Regions from separate parts of the Mus musculus genome. Here regions 1, 3, 4, 5, 6 and 7 are each linked to region 2. Evidence: chromatin contacts called from public Hi-C, HiChIP or PLAC-seq and promoter capture Hi-C data. All regions are on one chromosome and are shown on one strand. The core of a region is the stretch at or near the end of the contact, and the rest is flanking DNA. Distances in the headings are between cores, read along the strand shown.

Region 1 (3,744 bases), core at 1,176-3,675, 1.1 Mb after region 2:
TGTATGTTTGTTTTAATTCTGAGATAAGGCCTCACTATTTAGTTTTGACCTGTTTGGCCTGGAACTCATAGCCATCTTCCTGACTCAGCCTCTTAATTGTTGGATTAGTGGAGATAGCCATAATCCCAGACTGGAAACTGGGTGTTTTATGTGACTTAATTTCAAGACCATTTTCTCCCCTAGAACTCCCTTTTTACTGTAACCAGGCACACAACAACAGCACTCCCATGTTTGTGGCAGCTGTTAAACAAAGCATATAGTAGGGATGCCCTGCAGGTGAGGCTGCACGTGTAGTACAATCACATTTCTGAAATTTGCTTCATTAAGGAACATTGGGAAACTGGATGGATGGATGGATGGACAAACACTGGTCTGAGCTGGCTAAGACCAGTTTCTGTTCCATATTGCTAGCACTGGACCCTGCCTGCATATCATCTGAGCTCAGACCTCCTCATTTAGCCTGGGACTCAGCCATGGTGAAATATTGACTACAGCACCTTCTGGCTGCCCGGGACTCAGGTTAGCCACAGGTGTGTGTGTGTGTGTGTGTGTGTGTGTGTGTGTGTATGGGTGTGTATTCACCCAGGGTAAACTGACATTATGCCTTGGTTGTGTCTGGTGTAAACCAGGTATGCCATGGGTGTACCAAGGTATACTTCAGGTATGCCTTGGAGGTGCTGAGGAGAACTATAAGTGTGCTTGGGATGAGCTGAATGTATGCTATGAATATCTGGAGTCTAGCGCATGCCAGAGGCATGCTATGAATGAATATGTGGTAAGCTGCAGGTGTGACAAGATGTACCCTAGGACACACTGGGTGTGTCACAGCTATACCTGGTTTAAAAAAAAAAAAATCCCATCAAAGCCAACGGACTCAAAGTTCCAGAAAGCCAGGAATTTGAGAACTGGGGAAGAAAAGCAGCTGACCTTGACTTCAGACACCAATCCCTATCCCAGACACCCTACGGGTGCAAAAGAAGACAAAAGACCCAGAAATTCCAAAACCAGTTTGTCTAAGGAAAACAGCTAACTTATCTAGAATGCTCTTAACAAGCACCCTTTCCCTACCCTTAGCTACAAAAACCCCAGTCTAAAGCGAGTGGCCTATTGTCTTGAACTAACTGTGGTCATTGAGTGACTAGATCCTGTGCCCTGATCATCAAATGGCCAGAATTTAACAGCCACGTCTCTGGAACAAGCCTGCTTTAGTTGTTTGAGGTTGACTAAGTCATTTTTTTTCCCTACAAACGTAATTCTTATTCATCCTTACATCTGGGGTGAGCAACAGGGGAACTCGAGTGTATTGTGGATATGCCAGGGGTGAGCTGAATATACGTATATGGTTGTCCTGGATATTCTCAATGTGTAAACCCGGTGTGCCAAGGGTATATCGAAAAAATGAGAGATAGGTGTATCAAGGGCGTACTCGGGGTGAGCAGCGGGTATGCCAAGGGTGTGCTCAGGATGAGCCATAGGTATGCCATGCATGTCAGCTTTAGTGAAATATGGTTGTGTAGTTCGTATGCCACCATAGTGTACTCTGGGTAATCCACAGGTGGACCCCGGGTCACAGAAGGTGTGATATGGTTGTATACAGGGGCGTATCCCAGTGTGTGCCTCAGGTATATCACTGGAATACAGAGACGAGCTTCGGGACAGCCGCCGGGATACCCGAAGTGCCCCCACGCCCAACCGGAAGACACCCCCCCCACCCCTCGCTCTCCAACTCCGGCGCAGAAATCCGGGCTAGTGGGCTTAAGCCACCAGGTTCCGGAATAACAAGGTGACAATCAGAGGAGTTGCAGAGCCAGCCCAGACAGCCTCTCATCGTGACAGCATGAGACCACACTGTCCCTGCGATCGCGTAGCCCCGCCCGCCTCACCTGGCCGCACGGCCGCCATTTTGCCGCTGGGTCCGCCACAATCCCAGCAGCCTCTTGGCCGCACCCTCCCGCCATCTTCGCTCCTCCCGCCGCGCGGTGCAGCGAGCGTCCGACAGCGGCCGAGGCCCGATTCTCCCGTCCGGCAATACTCGGGAGCTTTCGGATAGAAGGAGGCGGGCACTGAGGCTCCGGAGAACTCGGCTCGGAGGTATTCGGCGGAGTTCGGCGAGGCCTCGTGTGGGTTCGGCTTTCGCCGCCCCGAGAGGGGGTTGGAGAAATCCCGTGGCGCCAGGGTCTGTCTGCGAACCCAGACTTCGTTGGAAGCAGGGGAGAAACTGCCCAGAGCCGGCCAGCTCTATCGGTCGGTGACCACAGTCAGATCCGCTTCTTAGACAGCGAGCAAGAAACGCTCGTAAGCTTTCGGGAAGCTTCGGGACCATTCGTATTATCTAGATTCTGCGCTTCGGGAAACTTCGGAGCTGCTCGGTTCTACACTCGGGCCATCAGCTCGGCTCTGCGGGCAGCTTCGGCTCGGTTCGGCGGGCGTCAGACTGCCTCTTCGGTCGCTGCTCGGGCGGTGGCTTCGGGCGGCCTCGGCCCAACTCGGGCGGCCTCTTCGGGCCCCGCTTCGGGCTCGGTGCCTGGCGCTTCGGGCGGTCCCGGACAGCGCCTTCGGGCGGACTCGGTGGAGTCCGTATGGAGGACTCGGACTCGGCGGCAAAACAGCTGGGCCTGGCCGAGGCGGCAGCTGTGGCGGCCGCTGCCGCGGTGGCGGCGGCCGCCGCGGCCGCAGCGGAAAGCGAGGCGGAGGAGCCGGTGTTAAGCAGAGACGAGGACTCGGAGGAGGACGCAGACTCCGAGGCGGAGCGCGAGACGCGGCGGGTCACCGCTGTGGCGGTGATGGCGGCCGAATCTGGGCACATGGATATGGGTACCGAGGCTCTGCCCAGCCCCGATGAGGCCGCCGCCGCCGCCGCCGCCTTCGCAGGCAAGTGCGCCCGCCGGCCTCGCGCCTCACCGGGTTCCCGCGTGCAAGCTCTGAACACATGCACCAGGCACAGGCCACTTTCCATATGCTTTGTGCATCTGTCATGCACATCTGTCTTCCAGGGAAGGCTCTCTTCCACCTGTCCTGCACACCTGCCCAGCACCTGCCCTGCCAGTGCACCTCACAGTGACCTGCACGCCTGCCCTGCCTCTGTCCATGCCCCTGCACCTGACACCTGCCCCCCATACATGCTCTGTACCACCTGTGCACTTCACACCTGCCCGTGCACTCACAATGCCCTGAACACCTACTCTGCACCTGCCCATGCATCTCACAATGACTTGCACCCTTGCTCTTTCCCTGCCCTGCATCTCACAGTGCCCTGCATGCCCATCTTGCACACACACATGCACACGCACAGCACACTCTCACTCCTCTAGCCTTGCTCTGCACTGTATACAGACGTGTCTCCCTTGTGTGAGTGTGCCTCTCTGTTCTTTGTCTGTTTTACCCTTTGGAACTTTCTCAGTACCTACCACCTGCCTTGTCCTCTCCTGCTGCTTCCTGGGAGCTGAGAGCACAGATGGGTCACATGTGAGTTCTGTTCTAGAGGTGCCCCAGGTATGGTCAGCAGCATTACTGCTGGTAGACCTGTCTGTCTCAAAGGCCAGTTCAAGTGTGACATGAGAGGGGCAAGAGAGTCATCCAAGGCAGGCAACCTTGCAAAGGTAACGATGCAGAAACCAGCCTTGCTTTATATTGTGACATGAGCTGCTCCGTGCTGTATCTCCTAGTCTTCCTATGCAGATATCCCCTCCTTCTCCATCACTTAGTTTTCCATTTTTCTCCTTCTGTTTTCTCACACAAAGAGCA
Region 2 (3,618 bases), core at 715-3,214:
CCCCAAGACAGCCCTCTGCTCTGTCATTAAGTCAATGGGCCCCTCTAAATCCGCCAGGGTCAATGTATGGCGCAGTTGGCAAGGGTTGAAAAGTGAGCCCTGCCTGCTAAGTGGATCCCTGGACCGAAGGTGGATGACTAACAGCAGAATTGCAGGGCCTGAACACACTGACCCTTTACTGGCTGGAGAGTATAAGAAGCAAGCCTGGTGCAAGAGGCCTGAGACAGGCAGAGAGGGAGAGTATAATCTAGTATGGTGGGAGAACTCAGGAATTCTAGACACTATGGCCCATCCCTGAGGTCTGTCAGGTGAGGGGATCAGAAAGCACACACCTGAGCTTTCATCCCTGAGCTTTCCAGGTCCAGTGGGGTAGCAGCTACAGGACTGGGTGCATCTAGGTATTCACTCACACAGACTATATGGGGAAACCCAGGGACAGAGGCAGCTAGAATTCTTTGCAGAAAATGGACTGCAGAGAGCCCCTGGAGGTCCCCATCAGTCTCTTACCCTGTGGCTTATATGAGCCACACATGAGCACAGCTGACCGCTATGTCCTGCCTCCAGTCATGCCGACACACATCTAATGGATGTCTCTATTGGCACCTGAGCACCCTGCAACACTATTTATGGCAGGGCTGGGAGAGCCAGCATGGTGCCCCAGAGGACCTTTCCCATTGCCCACCCATGGTCCAGCAATCATCTCTAGATAGCAACTCTAGGAAGCAAATGGCAACTCCAGGGCCAGACCCTGTCTCTTGGGCTACCAAAGAATAGTCTTAGATTCAAAGGAGTAGAGGGTCAGATTCCAAGATCTTAGGGCAGCTCTCGCCCTCACACCCAAGCTTTAAGCAATGTGTGGAGTGCTGACTGTGGAGGCAGGATCCAGGCTGTGGTGACCCACGTGTAGCTATTAACACTGACCCTGAGTGGAGAGCCTTGGCAGAGGTCAAGTGCCCAACTTGATGTAACTTGATGGGAATTGTAGCTTTGAACCTGGGGAACCAGAACAGCTCATGTGTCCATGTGTAGAGTGGACTTAGAGGCATCCACCTCCTCAATACAGGTAGAACATGTCCAAAAGCGCTCCCGGGATCAGACCCTGGCAAGGCTCCTCTGCGTTCCTGTCCTTGTATGGACACCACCTCTCAGAGAGGACATTCCCCTTAAATGCCTTTCTGGGCTCAGCTCTCCATGATGGAGAGCTGGACTCTGCCTCTCTCAAACAGCACCCAATTCATTTGCTGACACCAAGCAGGGCATTAAAGAGTGAAGTAGTTAAGACCCAAGTGGCGATTGCAACCCTGGTCTCATCTCACTGTACACCCTACCCCTTGTATCAATAGATGCATAGTCCAGGACTAGGCCTGCAATCAACATTGCTACATTATGGAATGTGCATGTTAGGTGTTCCAGCTTAAATAAAAAGGGTGTTGCTCTGGGGAGATGAGTAGGTAGTGGAGCTTTGAAGAGGGTGAAGTTTGCTGGTCCAAGAGTCCAGAGAGGCTCCAGGGAAATTCTCAAGGAGGAACAGAGCTGAAAGAGAAAAGGCTTAGGTTTAAGCTGGCATCCAGGAGAGGGTCAGGGCCCAATCAGACAAAGACCACATCCTGGTAGTGGGCACCCCAATTATGCAAAAAAGACAGATTAAGGGAGGGGCGGAGCTGAGGGCAGGATCCGCCCCTCTGGATGCTTCCGGGCCTGCCTGGTCTTCCTTCCCCCACGTGACCTGTATCCAGTCATTCTCCGGTCCCAGGAAAGTGGGCGGGCGCGTTCCCGAGAGCCGTGCGTAGGCCTGGAGTAGGGCACGCCTGCGCCCGGGCAGTGTTGGAGGCGGGTTCGGGTCGCCCCGCCCCTCGCCCGCGTCTCACGTGACCCGTTGAGGGCCAAACAAGCGGGTCAGCTGACTCCGCGGGACTGCGGCGTCATCCTGCCTATAAGCCGGCGACCTCTGGCTTTAAGCTTTGCTCTCTTCGGGCCGCCGCGACCATGAAGACTCCCGGCGTCTTGCTGCTCATTCTCGGCCTCCTGGCTTCGTCCTCCTTCGCGATTATCAGGTGAGGACCCGCTCTGGGTCCGGAGATGCGGGGCTCGTCACCTGGAGTGCCGCGTGCTCCGGCCGTGCTGGAATGCACCTGTGCACCCAGCGCAGCCTTCCTCAGGGTCCCACAGACTATGGGGCGAGACACTCAAAAGGCAGGGGTCTCCTGGGCCCCTCTCCACTCCTATGACTCCTATGGTCGAACAGGAGGGTACAGTAGGGTGGCCACAAGTGGGTCTGACTCCAACCTCGCCTCTGTGTGTGTGTGTGTGTGTGTGTGTGTGTGTGTGTGTGTGTGTGTAGCGGGGCGGCCGCTTCTGAGGAGAAGTGCTGCCCCATGGATAGGATTCTGTTGAACCCAGCTGTGGAAGTTGGAAAACCTAGTAGGCCCTTGCCCCCCTGAACTTCCTCAGGCCTTTCCTTTTAAGGGACCCTGTTTGACAGCTGTGCACTGGTGCATAGCCCTAGAAGTTTACTCAAAGATGATCCCCCCTGTCCTGGGTGGTGAATCTCTCCTCCTCCCTCCTGAGTTGCACAAGTCCCAGAGAGAGAAGGTATGGAGTGGCCCAGTTCAAATACCTTGGAGCTGAGGTCTACCCCACTGGGGACCAGGCCCTTCTCAGGCCCGTGGACTTGGCCTTTGTGCTAGATGAGGTCTTGGTGGTAGCCCGTGTGTTTTCCCACTCTGTGAGTCCCTGGTCGTGGCAGGTGGCTGAGGCCGTAGGCTGCGGGAGTAGAGCTGGCTCTGCCGGCTGGGCACCAGGGTTGGGTGGGAAGGAGCCCAGTCTGTAGGCTGCAAGCTGTGGGTGGGTAGCCTCAGTGGAGCCATTGTAGGGAGTGGCCTAGGCTTGATCCTGCCCTGGGCTTGCCTGCCCTGCCCTCAGGCTTCTCTTCTCTGGGAAGAGGTGTTGTGGACTCCAGGATCCCTGAGACTAGGCACCAGAAACAAAGCCACACTCTTAGGCTTGTTGGCATGTTTCCTGACCTTTGCAGGGTGTGTGCCTCCCCTAAGCCCCAGGCCAGAAGCCTGCCTCTTCCAGCCCACTACTCTTAGGCAAGACTCCTATGTCTCTCAGAGCATGCACTGTGCATGCCAGGAAAGGTCAGCTGTGACCTTGGCTACAAATCCCTGGGCAGAGAAGTTTCAACAAGTGATTACAGATCAGCTCTCCTTGGGAACAGGAGCAAACTGGGGGTGGGGGGTGGGGTGGTGGTGGAGAGGTGACCTGGAGGGCAGGGCAGGGACCCCTCTCCCTCTGCTATCTAATGGTGGCGTCCCCTATTTAGTTGTCTGCATCAGGGCTGCAGGGAGCATATAAGGGCCTTGAGTCTGTGGTGGTAGGGCATGTAGGTTTCTTGGGTGAGAGTTGCCAGATTGTGTGCAGGGATGGCTAGGGAGAGCATGAGGAGTTGGTGTTGAAGCCTCTTGGATGGTTAGGGGAAGAACCTCCAGGGACTGTCCAGGATGATAATGTCACTGCAGGCCTGGTAGGGGTGGTTGGTGGGGCTCCTTTTTGTAGAGTCCACGTGGGAACCGATGTGGCTAGGGGCCAGGTTCAGTGGATCAACCAGAGTCCCAT
Region 3 (3,307 bases), core at 768-3,267, 1.4 Mb before region 2:
GAAGTGAGGCCTGAATCCCTGGGCCTGAGGAAAAATGGCTGAGGAGGAACTAGACCTAAAGAAGTTGTATCTAGATATGGAAGTCTCTACATGGACCATCCTTTCATCTCAGCTCCAAACTTTGTCTCTGTAACTCCTTCCAAGGGTGTTTTGTTCCCACTTCTAAGGAGGGGCATAGTGTCCACACTTCAGTCTTCATTTTTCTTGAGTTTCATGTGTTTAGGAAATTGTATCTTATATCTTGGGTATCCTAGGTTTTGGGCTAATATCCACTTATCAGTGAGTACATATTGTGTGAGTTCCTTTGTGAATGTGTTACCTCACTCAGGATGATGCCCTCCAGGTCCATCCATTTGGCTAGAAATTTCATAAATTCATTCTTTTTAATAGCTGAGTAGTACTCCATTGTGTAGATGTACCACATTTTCTGTATCCATTCCTCTGTTGAGGGGCATCTGGGTTCTTTCCAGCTTCTGGCTATTATAAATAAGGCTGCTATGAACATAGTGGCTGACACCATTGCATACATGTATTAGTCAGGGTTCTCTAGAGTCACAGAACTTATGGATAATCTCTAAATAGTAAAGGAATTTATTGATGACTTACAGTCGGCAGCCGAATTCCCAACAATTGTTCAGTCGCAGCTGTGAATGGAAGTCCAAGGATCTAGCAGTTACTCAGTCTCACGCAGCAAGCAGGCAAAGGAGCAAGAGCAAGAGCTAGACTCCCTTCTTCCAATGTCCTTATATTGTCTCCAGCAAAAGGTGTAGCCCAGATTAAAGGTGTGTTCCACCACACCTTTAATCCCAAATGAAAGGCATAGCCCAGATTAAAGGTGTGTTCCTTAACTCGGAGATTAAATCTTCTGGAATCCATAGCCACTATGGCTCAAGATCTTCAAACCAAGATCCAGATAAGGATCTCCAAGCCTCCAGATAAGGGTCACTGGTGAGCCTTCCAATTCCGAATTGTAGTTCATTCCAAATATTGTCAAGTTGACAACCAGGAATAGCCACTACAATACACTAGCAAGATTTTATCGAAAGGACCCAGATGTAGCTGTCTCTTGTGAGACTATGCCGGGGCCTAGCAAACACAGAAGTGGATGCTCACAGTCAGCTAATGGATGGATCACAGGGCTCCCAATGGAGGAGCTAGAGAAAGTAGCCAAGGAGCTAAAGGGATCTGCAACCCTATAGGCGGAACAACATTATGAACTAACCAGTACCCCGGAGCTCTTGACTCTAGCTGCATATGTATCAAAAGATGGCCTAGTCGGCCATCACTGGAAAGAGAGGCCCATTGGACACGCAAGCTTTATATGCCCCAGTACAGGGGAACGCCAGGGCCAAAAAGGGGGAGTGGGTGGGTAGGGGATTGGGGGTGGGTGGGTATGGGGGACTTTTGGTATAGCATTGGAAATGTAAATGAGCTAAATACCTAATAAAAAATGGAAAAAAAAAGTTGTATCTACTTTGATTGGTGTTACCCAAACGCAAAAGGGACAGGAATGAGAAAGGGCTCAGGTTGATGCACAGGGAATCCAGACTGCTGTGAGCCAAAGAAGCAGGACACACCCATTCCCTCTGTGAGCTCTCTGTGAGCTCCTACTGACAAAATTGACACAAATTAACTGAACACACCTGCGAAGTGGAAACTTTGAGAGATCCCTTCCATCAGACTGGCCTGTGCTTGTCTGTGGAGCATTTTCATAACCGATGATTGATGTGACGGCCTTGGCCCACTGTGGGTGGCGCTACCCCTGGCTGGTGGTCCTCAGTGGTGCAAAAAAAAAAAAAAAACAGGCTGAGTAAGCCTTCAAGCAAGCCAGTGGGCAGAAGTCCTCTTTGGTCTCTGCTTCAGTTCCTGCCTCAACTTCCCTTCATTACAGACTATGAGCTATAAGGTGAAGTGAGCCCTTTTCCTCCCCAGCTGCTTTTTGCCACGTGTTCATCACAGCGACAGAAAGCAAACCTGACATTACTTTTGGTGGCAGAAAACAAGCCTTTCATGACCTATCAAAAGTCGCTCAGATGGCAAAGGAAATGATCCAGGACGCTCTGACCTTGGGCAACAGCGGGACGCTGAGACAACCTTACTGCGCAGGCGCTCCTTAGGGCCCTACTTTAAAGGGTGCGCTTTGTGCAGGATCTCCGCGGGGGCGGGGTCTCACGGAAGGGCGCGCACTGCGAAAGTGAGAAGGGGTGTGGCTGTGGAGGGCGAAAGGACGGGGCTTCCGGGTAAGACACGGTCTGCGCCGGCGCAGTTCTGGAGGCGGTGCAGAAGCTGGGCTATGACGGCAGAGGGGCGGGGCTATGGCGAGCCGTGGGGAGGGGCCTCTAGGAAACCAAGCTACGCAGGCGTAGACCGGACAGTCCGGCTAGTATCTTCCCTGTGGTCTCCGTTATTACACCGTCCCAGCCTGGAACCTGTAACCAGCATGGGCCGGAAAGTGACCGTGGCCACCTGTGCACTCAATCAGTGGGCCCTGGACTTTGAGGGCAATTTCCAGAGGATTTTAAAGAGTGAGTTTTGGGGTGGCGGGAGACAGGAAGAAGTCAAAGTCCACAATGGGTAGGACATGGCAGTCCAGGCCAGCTTTGCCCAGGAGAGACTCACAGCGCTGGGCGTGGGAACAGATAGAAGGGTAATGCTTGGTGAGCTTTCAGGGCGACTTCCTAATTTGGGGGACATGTGAGGAAGCAAGGCAAGAGTGGAAATAGGAGTGCCCTGCCAGCCAGGCAGACACTGCCCTCATCCATCCTCTAGGATCTGGTGGGTCTCTCTAAGGTTACCTGGGGCAGGGCTGCGCATTCTTGGAACTGTTTCATTGAGATCTAGGCGTTTGCAAAGACTAGAGATCCGTGTTCTAGGGCTCCTGAGGACATTCCTCATGGATTGGCATTGGGAGAAGGCATACTGAAGCCAGAAGAGGTCTCAGGTCAGAGAAGGGTGTTGGCGTTCCATATACCTGTATTGTTGACATTCAGGTCAGCTCATCATTGCCCCCAGAAGATAGAACTGGGGATACTCTGTGCCCAGCTGCAGACTGCTCACCTCAGGTTATCCGTGCTGGAAGCCTCTGCAGGAAGGCTAAATAGGAAAAACAAGAAACAAGCAAAACAACAAGAAAAACCCAAATGTATTATTTATTTCATGTACATATGCACGCCATAATGTGCATGTGGAGGTCAGAGGACAACCTGCAGGAGTCAGCTGTCCTCTTCCACCTTGTGGGTCTGAGTGAGCAGTTCTCAACCTGTGAGCCACAACCCCTGTGAGGGCCAAATGACTCTTGGGCAAGGGT
Region 4 (3,362 bases), core at 99-2,598, 1.2 Mb before region 2:
AGTAAGACCCTAACTAAGACCTATGTGATACATTATTTCTCTGCTGCCCATGAAATGAACCAATTCAAGCCTGATTAGAGTACATATAGGCAGGTTTATTAGGAAGCTGCTCTCAGGCGAAAGTTCACTGGCCCCAAGGACTGAGGCCAAGGAAGTCACCATGGTGGGGGAGGAGAGAGAAAGAGAAAGGGTGTGAACATAGAGAAGACAGGAGGAGCGATGAGGAAGACCAAAACATCTGGTTTATATAGGGAAGAGCCTCTGGGGGAAGGGCAGTCCAGCCCCTGGGCTGGAAAGTTCAGGGTTACAGCAAGGGTATGCCAGGTAGGGACTGAGGGATGCTGAGAGAACCTGGAGGCCAGGTTTGCTTTGAAATATAAAATTTGCACCTCAGTCCCTTGTCCCAAGGGTACATAACCAAACAATACATATTACCAAGTATCAATTATTTTTTAATTAATTATTTATTTATGTTGAGACAGAGTCTCTTATGGAGCCATGGCTGACTTGGAACTCACTGAGAACTGCCTGCTTCTCCCTCCTGAGTTTCCAGGAATTAAGACCATGGTTGCCAGAATATATATATACCAGAATATATAATTGTATTTATTTATTTCCCTGCACACACACACAACACATGTCTTTTTCACCACAGGCATGCAAAGCCCACAAGGATCAAAAGAGGGTTAGGATCCCATGGAACTGAAGTTACAACCGGTTGTGAGCAGTTGTGAGTGCTAGAAATCAAACCGGTGTCCTCCAGAAGAGCAGCCGTGCTCTTGACCACCGAACCATCTTCCAACCTCAAAACGGAGCTTTTAAAAAAAAAAAAAAATTGTGAGACAGGGTCTCGCTATATACCTGGCTATGTTTCTAAAATAATACTTTCCATTTCTTCTCATAAACCTCCCTCTGATGGTGTGTCTTGGGAGGCGACATCAGGAATTAAGGAACACACAGGAAATAAAAGGATTCAGGAGAGAGTGTAACAGGAACCACCTGTTTCCAGGCTTGTGTGGCCTTTTGGAGAGTGTCTCAGAAAAAGGCGTCTTCCTCGCCCCTCTCCTCCAGTCGCTGAGTCCCTTGCCCCACCCTTTCCCTTGCATCTCTTTAATCTCTACTCGTTTTGCCCCGCCCCTCTACCCAGCTCCTCGCCCCTCCCACTCCCCCATTTCGTCCCGCCCCTCCCAGCCCTCTTCAGCAGCCCGGGTTTGCGCTTCTCACTGTCTTAGCCCTTTGGTGTCTATTAAGTTCCGCGCCAGCGTAAACCATAGTATTCTCCCATCATGCCCCACGTCGGCGTCAGTTTGCAGTTGCCTAGCTACTGGACATGCCCGGAAGACGACTGGTGGGGCGGGACTTCCGGCGCCGCGGTTGCATCAGATTCTGGAAGGCGTCTGTGGCGGCGGCCGCGGGTCTTGATTCCCAGTGATGGCAGGTTCCTCCGCGGAGCAGGGTGAGGTTTGCGGGATGACTGTGGAGCTCTGGGTACAAGCATGGCCCGAGTAGGCAGTACCGGGCTGGGGCTGTGTGGGCAGCATGGTCCAAGGAGGCAGTGCCCAGGCCAGTGCTGTGGCGACAGCGGTGGAACGAGTGGGTAATGCCAAGCGAGCCAGGGGTTGGGGGCAGCAAGACCCAGGGACTCAGTGCTCAGGTCGGGTCTGTGGGGACAACCATGGACTAAGTGGGCAGTGCCCAGACCAGTGATCCGAAGATAGTAAAGGCTTAAATGGGCAGTGGCAGGCAAAGGCTGTTCGGCAGAGGATCCCTGGGCGGGAAGTGACCAGCCAGGGCTCTAGAGTGGAGGCTATTGGGTTGGGCAGTGGCTAGGTCAGGGCTCTAGGAACAGTGCATGCCCAGGTGGGCAGTGACAAGCTAGAGATCTGGATTAGGCAGTGACTGGAGTGGGCAGAGATGGATCCTCAGGTGAGTAGTATCCAGTCCAGGGCTCTGGGATAAAACGTTCTCCGGTAAGCCTGTGGGGACAGCCGTGGCCCAAGTGGGCAGTGCAAAACCAAAGCTCTGGGGATGGCCAGCGTCTCAATGGACAGTGGCAGGCCAGGACCTGGGGGTGGCTGCCATGACTCCCTGAAGCTAGAGTACTCCTTGGTGGGACCTGACTCCTGTCTTGTAAGTGCCTCCCTTCCTCAGCTTCAATTTTTTGATTGGGTTAAGGCTAAAGTTTCCTTGGATACTCAGCAATAGGAGAGATGGTCCTGTTTCAAATAGCCTGACTCTAGTTGGTACCTGGATGAGACCTCACCACTCCCCCTCCTGCCCTGGCTGGACTTTGGGGGTAAGGCAAAGGCCCAAAGATTGTTTTGGTCTTCTGCCCAAGCAGGTGGGCGGAAGGGCACATGAGGTTGGTACTTAGGGAAGTAGGGCAGAGGAAGCAGGGACTCCGTGTACGCATACATGAAAGAGCTTGGGGATTTATGAAGGCTTTAATCTCCAGTGTGGTCAGCAGTCACCACAGAGACCTGTCCAGTCAGAGCATCACTGTCAGAGCATCATTGGCAATCTACTTTATTGCCAATTGGGAGATTCCCTCAGAAAGCAGTCACTTACGTCACCCCAGGGTAGACCTGGGCCTTGGCAGATCGCTGAAGAGCAGTGTCTTTTCTCATCTTTTTAGCAAGTGGGTTCTAGAAAGAGCAAAGGCCTTGGCCCATATCCTGGAAGGTGAGAAGCAAGCCTTCAAAGGCAGAATGCTTAGTGTAGGTTTTAGTCTCTGTGATGAAGCCAGAAATTAGATGTGAGCTCTGACTTCTCAGTTACCTGTCTCCAAGATCTCTCAGGCATCCTGTGGTGCTCTGTGGTTACTGTGGCCTTGCTGGATTCTGATCACCTGAGTACCCAGATGACAAGACTGCTTAGCATGTGCCTAGTGACAGTGGTACCTACCTTTGTATTCTAGCATTCCACTCAACTGGCATGCCTAGTTTCTATCTGCTTCACCCACAGCAGCTTTTGTAAGTCCACCTAGACTACTATAACACAGAAGCATGGCCAGCAGCTCCACCCTGAGCTGCCCAACAGGTCTAGGATCACAACTATGCCCATACTCACATTACAGGAAATGGGTCCTGCCACTGAGGGTGGTGTAGTCATAGGAAGAACTTGGAACAGTGCCAGGTGTGTAAGGACCAGGTCTGTCAAGAATGGGACTCTGCGACTCCATCCATCCATCCATCCATCAATCCATCCAATTAGACAGGGTTTCATATAGCCCAGGCTGGAATTCCCGATCCTTCTGTCTCCTATAGGGATGGCAGGTATCACAACACCATGTCTAGCTTCCTCTTTGGCTTTTAAGTAAAAGTGTATACATGATGTGCAGATCTCAGGGGAGATCACAAGTC
Region 5 (3,271 bases), core at 294-2,793, 1.1 Mb before region 2:
AGGAGAGAGCTCCCTGGAGCTGGAGTTACAGATGGATGGTTGTGCGTTACCCAACTGTGAGCAGGAACCAAACTTAGGTCCTCTGCAAGAACAGCAAGCACTCTTAACTGAGCCACCTCTCCAGCCCCTTTACTTCATTTTTGCTTTGCGGCTTTGGTTACTCTCGGGCTCACTGTAAAACCCAGACTGAGCTAGATTGGTCCTTCCTGCCTCAGCCTCCTTATTGTGGTATAAACCTGCCTTAGAACAACACTAGGCCACCGAACTGGAGTTTTAGGCTGTCTCAATTGTTTAAATGGAGGAACCTGTGTTTTCACTGGGAGCCAGTCCACCTAGAAGCATGGTGTCTGGTTTTCCAACAGCCAGGGGTGGAGGTGGCGGTGGGGATGGGGGAAGGGGTGGAGGTGGGAGAAGGGGTGGGGGTAGGGGGAAGGGGTGGGGCTGAGGGTTTCCTTGTAGCGCCTCTGTCCTCCATCCCACCCCAGCACCCCTGCCCCCATCCCACCATAGCAGGGGACTCCTGGGGTCCCTAGGCCAGTCCCTCCCCCATCCCTGGGAACCCTGGAGGAGCTGCGTCTGCTTCCTACTACTATTAAACCTTTAAAGGCAGAGGGTAAATAAAATCTTGCACTGAAAGGCGATGACTCAGCCGCCCCCGCCGCCCCCGCCGCCCCCGCCGCCCCCGCCGCCCCTAGCCCTTAGGTCGGTCCCCTCATTCCCCAAGCTAGCTTTGCTAGCTCCCGTCCCCCCCCCCCGCCCCCATCGTGAGTTTCCAGCACGTCGAGGTTGTACAGTCGCAGCCCGAGGTGTCTGTAGCCTAGATTGGGGCACACGGGAAAGAGGCAGGCCTTTCTCTTCACGTGGCTGAGCACTGCAGGGTGCTGTTCCTCCTCCACTTCTTCACTGTCTAACTTACTAAAAGGTCATTGTCCCATTTTACAGAAGGGAAAAGAAACTGAGATAATTTCGAGGTACAACTTTGGGGAGCAACTTGGGTGATAAAGCCTGTTGGGGCAGGGCTACTTCCCAAGAAAGTCTAGTGGGTGGCCTTTGGATGCTCGCCCAAGGTGGGAGGAGACGGTGGCCAGGGCTTGGAAAGAACCCGTGAGTCCACGACCCGCGTGTTCGGTCTCCCCGTGAGTGGGATTCTGAGCGCGGTAGTTCAGTCTAGGGGTCGGGCGCTTCCCAGGTCTTCCCGGCCCGTGAGTCACGAGGGGCAGGGACCGCTGAGGTGCATTCCTCTGCAGGCAGGGCCGGAGCCTGGGCGGGGAGGGGACCACAAGTCACTCCACCTGGCAGCTGGGACGTTGGGGCTGGAGGGAAGGCTCGGGGCTCCCGTCAGAGAGGCGCCAATCAGTTCTCGCCCCCCACCCTCCGTCCTCCGATAAGCGGTAGCTTCAAGCAATGGGTAAGGGGCAGCCTGGGGCGGTTGGTGGGGGGCAGCTCCGAGAGCCTGCTTGGGATTGAGAGTGCCCGACTCCGGGGCGTGTCTGGGCTGCGGGGCGGAGTCCTTATAAAGACCACGCCGCGGCCGCGGCCCGCAGCAGAGCGAGCGCATTTGGTGCAACCTTTCGAAATGGCTTCGAAAATCGTGATGTCTTCGAAAACCGTGAAGACCTCCGACGAGATCCTTTGCGAGGGCGAGCTGGAGAAGCGAAGCGACAGCCTGTTCCAGGTATGGAAGAAGAAGCGCTGCGTGCTCACCGCCGACCGCCTGCGCCTCTTCTCCGGGAAAACCAGCCCCGCCAAGGAGCTGTTTTTCCACTCCATCCTCAAGGTGGACTGCGTGGAGCACACCTCTAAGTACGTGTACTTCACCATCGTCACCAACTATTACAAGGAGATCGACTTCCGCTGCACGGTGGAGAGCTGCTGGAACGCGGCCATCACCATGGCGCTGATCGACTTCCAGAACCGTCGGGCGCTGCAAGACTTTCCCCGCTACCGGTATCAGCGCTCTGAGTCTGAAATGCCTTCCGAGCCGGGAGAGCAGAGCGCTCTGGGTCCGTGGTGAGTAACAAACTTGTCCACGGCGTCGGAGTACGGGGCATGGGGAAAGTGAATGGGGGTCATGCCTCCCAGTGGGGAAAACTTCGATTTTAAAAGCCACGGGGAGGGGGAGGGGGGAATCCTACGTCTTTGAAAACCCTTTGGAGAGGGGACCTGGAACGCATGGCAGGAGCTGCTCGGCCCACCTGGAGACTTAAAAGCTGCACCCGGGCAGCTCCTGACTCAGTCTTCTCCCTACAGAAACGCACGGGACCAGTTGAGCCGGGAACCAGCCCACGCTGCCGCATCAGACAGGAGCCCAGGAGCCCAGGGGATGCCCCGGGTGACGCCGCCGCTGCTCTTCACCGAAGATATTCCCGTGCTTGCTGAGCCTTGCCCCGCTGTGCGGGTGCGCTAACTTATTGGACCGTATTTATATTGGTTACCTGCTTCCAACCCACCATTCCGTGTTAATATTTTTTATACCATATTTTCATTCCAAATAAACAATGTCACTTTTCTTTTTTTAACAACTGTGTGGTCTGTGTAGTTCCTGCTGGGGCGAATGTGTGGAAGGGTGGGAGTGAAAGGGTCTCCTATCTGGTGTTATTCCCTCTCCACATCCCGGGAACCATTCAAAGTGCCTTTGAGGGCTGGAGAAATGGCTCAGCGGTTAAGAGCACTGACTGCTCTTCCAGAGGCCCTGAGTTCAAACCCCAGCAACCACATGGTGGCTCATAACCAACCATCTGTAGTGAGATTGGATGCCCTCTTCTGGTGTGTCTGAAGACAGCTTCAGTGTACTTACATATAATAAATAAATCTTGAAGGAAAAAAAAAGTGCCTTTGAATGAACTGTCATCTGCCAGTGGGGCTCAGAGCCTTGCCAGGTCAGGAAGTAGGTCTGGGTGTGGTTTGGCCACCTTTTGCTCCTGGGTGTGGCTTGAAAGGATACTGCTGGTGGCGGGGATTGCTCAGAGTTCACTCACTAGTTAGCACCTCCTGGACATCTGAGAGGTTGCTCTGTTCACTAGGGTGGCTGCCCTCATTGTCCCCTCCCACCCACATACCGTGTGTCCAGCAGTGAATTCAAAGGCCCATTGATTGTTTACTCATTGACAACCTCCATCACTGGACCACAGTGGTTTGAGACAGCCCTCCTGTCCAGGGCCCAGGAACAGGGACAGCACACTGTACACATTTTGTCACAGACGGGAGGCAGGCCTGGCTGTCTCTAATGATGGAGCATTGAGGCCCAGAGTTGTTGCCCTGGTGTGAAGCC
Region 6 (3,345 bases), core at 269-2,768, 1.2 Mb before region 2:
CAGAGCATTATTAGAAAAGCATTATGTGTAGTCCAAACCAAATAAGTCCCTGGCTACCAAACTATTTTCTATACTTGTCTGATTTAACCACATCCACTCCCCAAATAAAAATGAAGTAAAAACCTGGTGGTGCTGCTGCACGGCTTTAATCTCAGCACCGGAGAGGCAGAGGCAGGTGGATTTCTGTGAGTTTGAGGGCATCCTGGTCTACAGATCGAGTTCCAGAACAGCTAGGGCTACACAGAGAAACCCTGTCGTGGAAAAGCAAAACCAGCCACTAACCAATCAAAATGTCAGGAAAAAAAAATGTATGTCAGAAAAAAATGTAAGTAAAAACATACGAGCTTATTTACTTTCCTTAATTTTGTAAGCGAAACTGTTTATACATAGTTCCAATTTAAGAATGAAAGAGAAGTAATACAGAAAAACAATGCTGTAGACCTTCTGGCCTTCAGTAACCACACTTCATTTTAAGTTTTTGTTTTTCAGACAGGGTTGCATGTTGCTCAGACTGGCCCCACACTGGCTACATAGTTGGAAGTGACAAACTGCTCATTCTGTCACCTGTATCTCTTATCTCAGAAGTACTGGGATTGAAGGCATGCATGTTGCACCATACCCAGCTTTGTTTCCAACTGCCCTGTTCGTAGAATTTGTTAGGAAAACACACATTATCTGCAAGCAAGTTATTTATTCTTATCAGATGTTGTCTATTGCTTCAATGAAAACACCATGACCAAAAAGCAAGTTAGGGAGGAAAGGGTTTATTTGGCTTACACGTCTATATTGCTGTTCATTACTGAAGGAAGTCAGGATAGGAACTCAAGCAGGGCTGGAACCTGGAGGCAGAAGCTGATGCACAGGCCATGGAGGGGTGCTGCTTACTGGCTTGTGCAGCTTGCTTTCTTACAGACACCACCAATAAGCCCAGGGGTGGTACTACCCACAATGGGCTGGGTCCTCTCCCACCAATCATTGAGAAAATGCCTTACAGTTGGATCCTATGGAGGCATTTTCTCAAAGCTCCCTCCTTTCAGATAACTCTAGTTTGTATCAAATTGACACACAAAACCAGCCAGTACAGATGTGCTGAACTTTTCTATCAGAAGGGTAGTCCCATGCCAGGCAGGCACTGTAGACAGAGGGTCAGAAGGCCTTGAGAAGTAGGCGGTGCTTTTCCCAGGCCGGGGGAAGGCAGGGAGTTGTAAGTAATCTGGAAAGAGCGTTGCCGATGTGGTCCAGGAAGCTCAAACCCTAGAGGTTGTAACAAGCCCAAAGTCCTACACGCGCGCCCAGCAGCCCCTTTAAAGAAGCACGAACTGCGCGTGCGCCGGAACACACGTCACTACTCTAACTACATATAGCTCGCGGGCTTAGGCTGGACGCCGTGCTCCCTCAACAGATTTTGATTGGATACCGCCTTTCCTAGTGCCTGGTGCAGTTGATAAACAGCTCTATTGTCCATTCGTCGCCCGTTTTGCTCGCAGAGGGTGGAGCCCGGCGATACGGCCAATGGCAGGTGGTTTTGTTGGCGACCACGGCGGTGCAGCCCCGGAGCGAGCTTAGGACAGGCGCCACTGCCGCAGGAGGCGCGAGGTGCGGTGCTGGCGGGTAACGGCGCGGCGGGCGGCTGGCGAGGGACTGGGGCGGAGGAGGCGGAGACGGGGAGGAGTGGGCGGCGCGGGCAGGCCGACGCGCCATGGCGGCGAGCAGAGGCGGGCGGCGACCGGGTCAGAGGTCCGGGTGGCGGGTGGCGGCGGATGGCGGGCCGGTCCCTCCTCCGTGCAGCCCCGCCCCCGGCTGAAGGTCAGCGCGCTTTGTTCCCGCCGCCCGAGAACCCACGCGAAGCGGCGCAGGCGGTTCCTTGAGAGGACAAGGCCTCCCCAGCGAGGTGGGCCTGGGTACGCCTCGTCTCAGACCGCGCCTGGGAAGGAAGGGGTCTACTGGGCCGCCGCCTCGCCCTTCCGGGCTTTGCATGCTCTCCGCACAGTGCCCCGGTCTCTGAGCCAGACCTCACTCTCTGAGCCTGCGGTGGAGGCGGAGCCAGCCTAGTGACACACACTGAGCCTTCAGACCCGGGCGCCCCTAACGGGTTCAGGGTCGTCAGCAGTACCCCTTCTTCCGAGGGTATCCTTGGGGCAAGTTGGCCCGCACTTCCTCCAACTCTGCTTCGCTGCCTCTTGGAGGAATTTCCGCGGTAGCTTCCGGCGCGTGCGCTGCGGTAACGAGCATATGCATATTCCACAGCAAAAAGACTCAAGTTTAAGTTTTTGGTCCAAAAGTTAAATGCTTTTAAGTTACTGCCGCCTTCCTGTCATAGTAGTTGCTTCCTCTCGGTGACTAATCTCCGCTTACTACACACCAGGGGCTCCTTTAAGCTCCTGACGTGTCTTAACTCATTCACAATAGTACGTGATGTAGGTGCAACAGGCTGACTGTGCATTAGCAAGAAACGCCTGGGTTTTGAAGTGGTTCGGTTTGTGGAATATTTGTAGGTCTGACAGATGAGCGTACCTAATCTGGAAATCCAAAATGTGCTCGAAAAGAAGTGGGTTTTGGGACGTTCTGATTTCTTTTCTTCTTCTTCTTTTTTTTTTTTTTTTTTTGGTATAGGAGTATTCGACCTGTATTGCAAATTAAGTCCCTGATAGGTTAAGTGTGATGGTACCTTGCATCTAAATTCAAATAGATTTAATCTGGCTCAGTTTTAATAATAAATGTTTATTATTAAATAAATAACGTATTGAAACAAATATTCAGATGAACAGTAAGATTCAGAGAAAGCAGGGCTTTGATAGGACTAGAGTATAGTTCACCTGTCGGGTAGTCTACAGCTGTATCATTTTAACTAAAGTAGATGCTGTAAAACTCAGTTGTCGGTCTCAACCCCCCCCCTTAGTTGACCAATATTGGTTCACAGTGTCATAACATTTAAACACATTTTGATGTTTTAGCTTTAAATCCCGAACTGTTTTTCACAGTTAATATAGAATAGCTGGTGAAAATAATAGTGATTTTATCGTTTTTTGAAAATTCTGGAATTGTATTACCAAAGTTCTGGGGGAAAATGTATGTATTTTGGGATCTTCTCAGAAATCATGGCTTGTGAGCTGGCCATTTGGCTTTGTGTAGTTGAGTATATAGAATATACCAGTGGGCAATAAATCTCCTGCAGGGGTGGTATTCTTAGAAATGAGGTAGTTCACCACTTTGGTCTGACTTTGTACTTGAGTCTTAAAATGCCCCAGCTAAGATAGATATGGCAGTATACACCTAGATTCCCAACTGCTCTGGAACTGTTTAAAATCTGTCTTGGAAAAACAGCAAGATCCTATCTCACTTTTT
Region 7 (3,720 bases), core at 650-3,149, 1.5 Mb after region 2:
TAGCCTCACCACCAGGCGAGCCTCTGCTGCTAGCATCTGTGCTGTTGGACTGCTGAGCACAAGATTACACAGGCATTTGAGAGACTCGAGGAGGACATCCATGTCTGGGGACTGTGGGATGGGTTCCTCTGAGACGGTAATGTCAGCATAGCAGGCTAGTGCATGTAAGCTCTGGCGGCTGGCAAATGAGTCCAGGCAGCTGCGGTCTCGGGATAGGATTCGGATAGTCTGCAGCCAGGTGACACGGTGCTTTGGTGACAAGCCCTGCTCCAGGACGGAGACCAGTAGCTTTGCGAGTCTCTGTGGGGTCGAACAAAAGTGGTTCCACTAGGCCCTCTTCTTGGGGTCAGCCCGTGCCTGCCCTAGGAGCCCTTGGGGCTGACACCTACCTTCCTGTCCTCCTGCTGGGCATCATCGAAGGTGAAGCTCTGAGAATGCTGCAGGGAGACCCAGGAGGCTCAGATCCACATGCAGGTAGGACCCGTGCTCCTCGAGTCAGAGCAGACCTCTGAAGCAGCATCCATCGCTCTGAACCTTAAGGCAAGGCCCACCCTAGCCTCCCATACACCTGCCCCACCACACGCCACCACAGAGCCACCCGAGGGACCAGCCCACCACCCACCGCCGTGCTCCCTGCCACCACTCGCACGCACACCCCAGCCGAGTTGCGCGCACACCCCTGCTTCCTCTCTTCCTGAAATTTCCTCGGCAGCCGGATGCCTCTCACCTCCCGGTTGAACGACCGCAGAGCTTCTGTCACCGCATCTTCCTCTCCGGTCTCCAAGGCATCCGCAACTGCCCGGGGCTCCATGGCCCCTGGCACCGGGTGCTGGAAGGCTTGGGCTGGGAAGACGCAATCGGCCAAACCCCGGGGCTCCGCCCAGGTCCGGAAGCCCGGCGTCCACGCGTGAGGGATGCTGGGAGAGCAGCCGAACCCAAGGGTGTGTACAGGCGCCTCCGACTTAAGGTGGAGCAACCCGGCTGTGGTCGCTGAGCGGCTAGTCTTGGAGCGGCGATGCTAGCTAACCAGCCAGGCAGTGTCCTCCTTTTGAGCCCTCCTCTCTAGCCCGAGTTCCTGGCAGGCGGGGGGTGGGGTGGGATGGGAGGGTGGGGAGTGGGGTGTGGCTTGGCCCGCGCGTGGACCGTCCTCTTTACGCTCTTGTCCCCGTACTGTGATAAAAAAGGGAGCGCCGGCTCCTGGCCGCTTAATCAGTTGGGGAAGACGATTCTCGCGATCCAGGCCTTGGAGCTCATCTTCCATAGGGAATAGGGAAAGAGAAGTACAACGACTTGGATGGTCAAAATAATGCACGTGGTTAGCCGGGCATAGTGACGCACGCCTTCTTAAATCCCAGCACTCGAGAGGCAGAAACTAGCAGACCTATCTAAAAAGAATAGCCACCAAAGTAATACGGTTATTCTCAAGAAAATTGCAGAGAAGGAAGTGAAGAACACCCGTGGAAAAGCCACTCCCGCGAGAGGAGCAACGGAGGGGCGGCCAGCCGAGGCGTGTCTGAGGTTAGAAGCGTAGGAGCGCTGTGTAGCGGGGAGCCAGGTCCGCACGCCACTTAGCTGAGTCGGTGCCCCACAGTGACACATACAAACAGTGCTCCAGTGGATGATGTCACCCGCCGTGCTAACCGGCTCTGCCCCTACTCAGTGGCAGGCCCCGGCCGTCTCCTTCACCAGTCTCTTTCGGGTCTGCCTGTCCTCCCCATCCAGTTGGATTTAGCAGCGCCAGAGGCATCCGACTGATTTACTGAGCTGGTTCCTAGCCTCTGCTCCAAATTTGGGTCTGAACACCTGCTCCGAGTAACACCCACAGCGCAGGACTAATATTGCTGACCAATCCGTGGGTCCGAATGCTGGTGGCCCGCCCTTCCCTTATTTACATTCCCGAGAAGCACTCCAGGTCTGTTTCTTCCGCTTCAGAACCTTCTCCCGGAAGTTATTAGCCCGGAGGCGGAACCGGAAGACCCGGGTACTGGTGCCACGTCCGTTGCTGTGCTGCGAATTCCCTGAGTGGGACCCTGGAGGGCGCGATGGCAGATTGGACTCGAGGTGAGAGCACTTGAAAGGCAGTAGAGGTAGGAGGGGAAGTCTAAGTCTGGAGCTGGAGACATCGCTCGTTTCTCGGTGGAAGGACCTGCGTGGGGTGGCGCTTACGTATCCCTGGAAAAACAGGGCCGGATTTCGCCTGGCGCTGCCTTGGAACCCAAGCCGGCATGCCATCAGTTTTGTGTGTGGTTGATGCCAAGAGCTGGAAGCAGAGGGTCCAAGCAGGGTTTTACTAATGAGGGGCCTGAGTGCCTCGGTTCACACACATTCCCCGCCCCCGTGCCTGTGTTCAGTGTGACAGTTGTGATACTGATGCTTCGCCCACAACGATGACTATGCAGTGGTCGGTAGGACACAGCCGTCTGTCTTTCAGAGTCTGGTCGCACTTGTTTGCTGGTGCTGCTGGCCTTCCCCTTAGGTGGGTCACATCGAGGCTGGGTGGGTGGTTTTTATGCTTCAGATCGGTGCTAGTCACACTTAGGGGGGTGATTCTCAACTACCTGTCCCTGTCCATCGGAGTTAGGTTTCCACGAGCACAGTGCTCTGGGCATTCCAGAGATTCTGTGTGGGTTGCAGACATAGGGCGAGGTAGTTTCTACAGTAGAAGGACTTTCTTACACTTACCTTGGATCTGATTTCCAAGTCCTCCCCACACAGCCTTCCTGTCACCTGCTGTGCCACCGGCTGTTCTGTTTTCCCTATGGTCCCTATCAGAAAGTACTGTTTCCCTTTGAGACCGGCCCCACACCCTCAGATGACAATTTCAGCTAAGGCAATATTCACTTCGGTTCAGGAACAGTATACAGCAGGGTCGTGTATGTAGATTGATTGGATCTTCAGGCTCCCCAGCCCGTCCTTGCCTGGGCATGCACACAGGTTCTCACACGACCCATGCTACATGTCTGATGTGTAGGTGGTCAGCCTGTTGGAGCATAGGGTGGGACGTGCTAAGTTAGCAGAAGTATATGGGGGAATGCGCTTAGATGTCTCCACTGGAGTGAGGAATCAGGGACCACATGTCTGAGGGAATGCTATCCTTCCGCCTCTTTCTCTCACAGCTCAGAGCTCTGGTGCTGTGGAGGACATTCTGGACAGAGAGAACAAGCGGATGGCTGACAGCCTGGCCTCCAAGGTGACCAGGCTTAAATCGGTCAGTGGTGGCCCTCTTCCCTTCCGTGAGATACTTTGGTGGGTGGGGCTGAGAGGGGAGGAAGGAGGCCGTGTGCTGTCTGTGGGCATTGCTGACTGGAGAAGTGCTTCAGGTAATAACTTGGCCTTTTTTTTAGCTTTCTCTGGTAATAGGTACTTTTCAGAGTCGTGGGTAAAATGTAGCTGGTCTGAAGGGAAGGTGGGCACTACTCTCTGTGGCTTTGCTTGACGGTGCCTTCTGTATCCCAACCAGCTGGCTTTGGACATCGACAGGGACACAGAGGACCAGAACCGTTACTTAGACGGCATGGTAAGTGCCCGCGGTACGGGTACGTACAAATCATAGTCAGCTCCGCCCACCTGCCGTCTGCTCTGCTGGGTCTTCGCTGCTAGTGTGGTTGGGTAGTCAAGGGTCCCAACTCTATGTGACCCTGTTGGGTCTCTCCCACAGGACTCAGATTTCACAAGTGTGACTGGCCTACTCACGGGGAGTGTGAAGCGCTTCTCCACGAT

The links. Promoter capture Hi-C pulls out the DNA fragments that hold promoters and counts their contacts. A called contact is a pair of places that touch in the nucleus more often than the background predicts. HiChIP or PLAC-seq counts read pairs in DNA pulled down with a chosen protein or histone mark.
Region 1: a promoter capture Hi-C map of pre-B cells shows a contact between it and region 2, with 2.3 times the contacts expected there. The contact joins the promoter of Deaf1 here to the promoter of Ctsd in region 2. A contact is called at or near these places in 1 of 39 promoter capture datasets (pre-B cells) and 1 of 9 other capture datasets (pancreatic islet).
Region 3: a promoter capture Hi-C map of pre-B cells shows a contact between it and region 2, with 6 times the contacts expected there. The contact joins the promoter of Dhcr7 here to the promoter of Ctsd in region 2. A contact is called at or near these places in 1 of 39 promoter capture datasets (pre-B cells) and 1 of 115 datasets of contacts at active chromatin or transcription factors (embryonic stem cells).
Region 4: a contact with region 2 is called in a Hi-C map of B cells, with 7 read pairs. The contact joins the promoter of Cars here to the promoter of Ctsd in region 2. A contact is called at or near these places in 1 of 39 promoter capture datasets (embryonic stem cells), 1 of 484 Hi-C or Micro-C datasets (B cells) and 1 of 115 datasets of contacts at active chromatin or transcription factors (microglia).
Region 5: a contact with region 2 is called in an HNF4G HiChIP or PLAC-seq map of pancreatic cancer cells. The contact joins the promoter of Phlda2 here to the promoter of Ctsd in region 2. A contact is called at or near these places in 3 of 39 promoter capture datasets (embryonic stem cells, liver and stem cell-derived epiblast-like cells), 1 of 484 Hi-C or Micro-C datasets (embryonic stem cells), 1 of 115 datasets of contacts at active chromatin or transcription factors (pancreatic cancer cells) and 1 of 9 other capture datasets (embryonic stem cells).
Region 6: a contact with region 2 is called in an HNF4G HiChIP or PLAC-seq map of pancreatic cancer cells. The contact joins the promoter of Nap1l4 here to the promoter of Ctsd in region 2. A contact is called at or near these places in 1 of 39 promoter capture datasets (erythroid cells), 1 of 484 Hi-C or Micro-C datasets (B cells), 1 of 115 datasets of contacts at active chromatin or transcription factors (pancreatic cancer cells) and 1 of 9 other capture datasets (liver).
Region 7: a promoter capture Hi-C map of erythroid cells shows a contact between it and region 2, with 8 times the contacts expected there. The contact joins the promoter of Bet1l here to the promoter of Ctsd in region 2. A contact is called at or near these places in 1 of 39 promoter capture datasets (erythroid cells) and 2 of 9 other capture datasets (adipose tissue and liver).

What each region holds. Positions count from the first base shown.
Region 1 is chr7:141,326,406-141,330,149 of GRCm38.p6, reverse strand. Deaf1 (DEAF1, transcription factor) reads left to right here and starts at 2,425. Exons shown (of 12, transcript NM_016874.3): 1 at 2,425-2,871. The coding sequence starts at 2,580. Tmem80 (transmembrane protein 80) reads right to left here and starts at 2,020. Exons shown (of 6, transcript NM_001141950.1): 1 at 1,884-2,020.
Region 2 is chr7:142,386,173-142,389,790 of GRCm38.p6, reverse strand. It overlaps Ctsd (cathepsin D), which reads left to right and starts at 1,964. Exons shown (of 9, transcript NM_009983.3): 1 at 1,964-2,054. The coding sequence starts at 1,987.
Region 3 is chr7:143,821,877-143,825,183 of GRCm38.p6, reverse strand. It overlaps Dhcr7 (7-dehydrocholesterol reductase), which reads right to left and starts at 2,017. Exons shown (of 9, transcript NM_007856.2): 1 at 1,644-2,017. It overlaps Nadsyn1 (NAD synthetase 1), which reads left to right and starts at 2,332. Exons shown (of 21, transcript NM_030221.2): 1 at 2,332-2,525. The coding sequence starts at 2,441.
Region 4 is chr7:143,598,076-143,601,437 of GRCm38.p6, reverse strand. Cars (cysteinyl-tRNA synthetase) reads left to right here and starts at 1,348. Exons shown (of 23, transcript NM_013742.5): 1 at 1,348-1,456. The coding sequence starts at 1,432. Gm15579 (a long non-coding RNA gene) reads right to left here and starts at 1,334. Exons shown (of 2, transcript XR_870064.3): 1 at 1,225-1,334; 2 at 580-815.
Region 5 is chr7:143,500,796-143,504,066 of GRCm38.p6, reverse strand. It overlaps Phlda2 (pleckstrin homology like domain, family A, member 2), which reads left to right and starts at 1,543. Exons shown (of 2, transcript NM_009434.2): 1 at 1,543-2,010; 2 at 2,251-2,519. The coding sequence starts at 1,577. The coding sequence ends at 2,251.
Region 6 is chr7:143,547,293-143,550,637 of GRCm38.p6, reverse strand. Nap1l4 (nucleosome assembly protein 1-like 4) reads left to right here and starts at 1,518. Exons shown (of 16, transcript NM_008672.3): 1 at 1,518-1,596.
Region 7 is chr7:140,854,562-140,858,281 of GRCm38.p6, reverse strand. Bet1l (Bet1 golgi vesicular membrane trafficking protein like) reads left to right here and starts at 1,899. Exons shown (of 4, transcript NM_018742.5): 1 at 1,899-2,061; 2 at 3,117-3,208; 3 at 3,461-3,517; 4 at 3,659-3,720. The coding sequence starts at 2,043. It overlaps Ric8a (RIC8 guanine nucleotide exchange factor A), which reads right to left and starts at 885. Exons shown (of 10, transcript NM_053194.4): 1 at 728-885; 2 at 390-437; 3 at 1-300. The coding sequence starts at 811.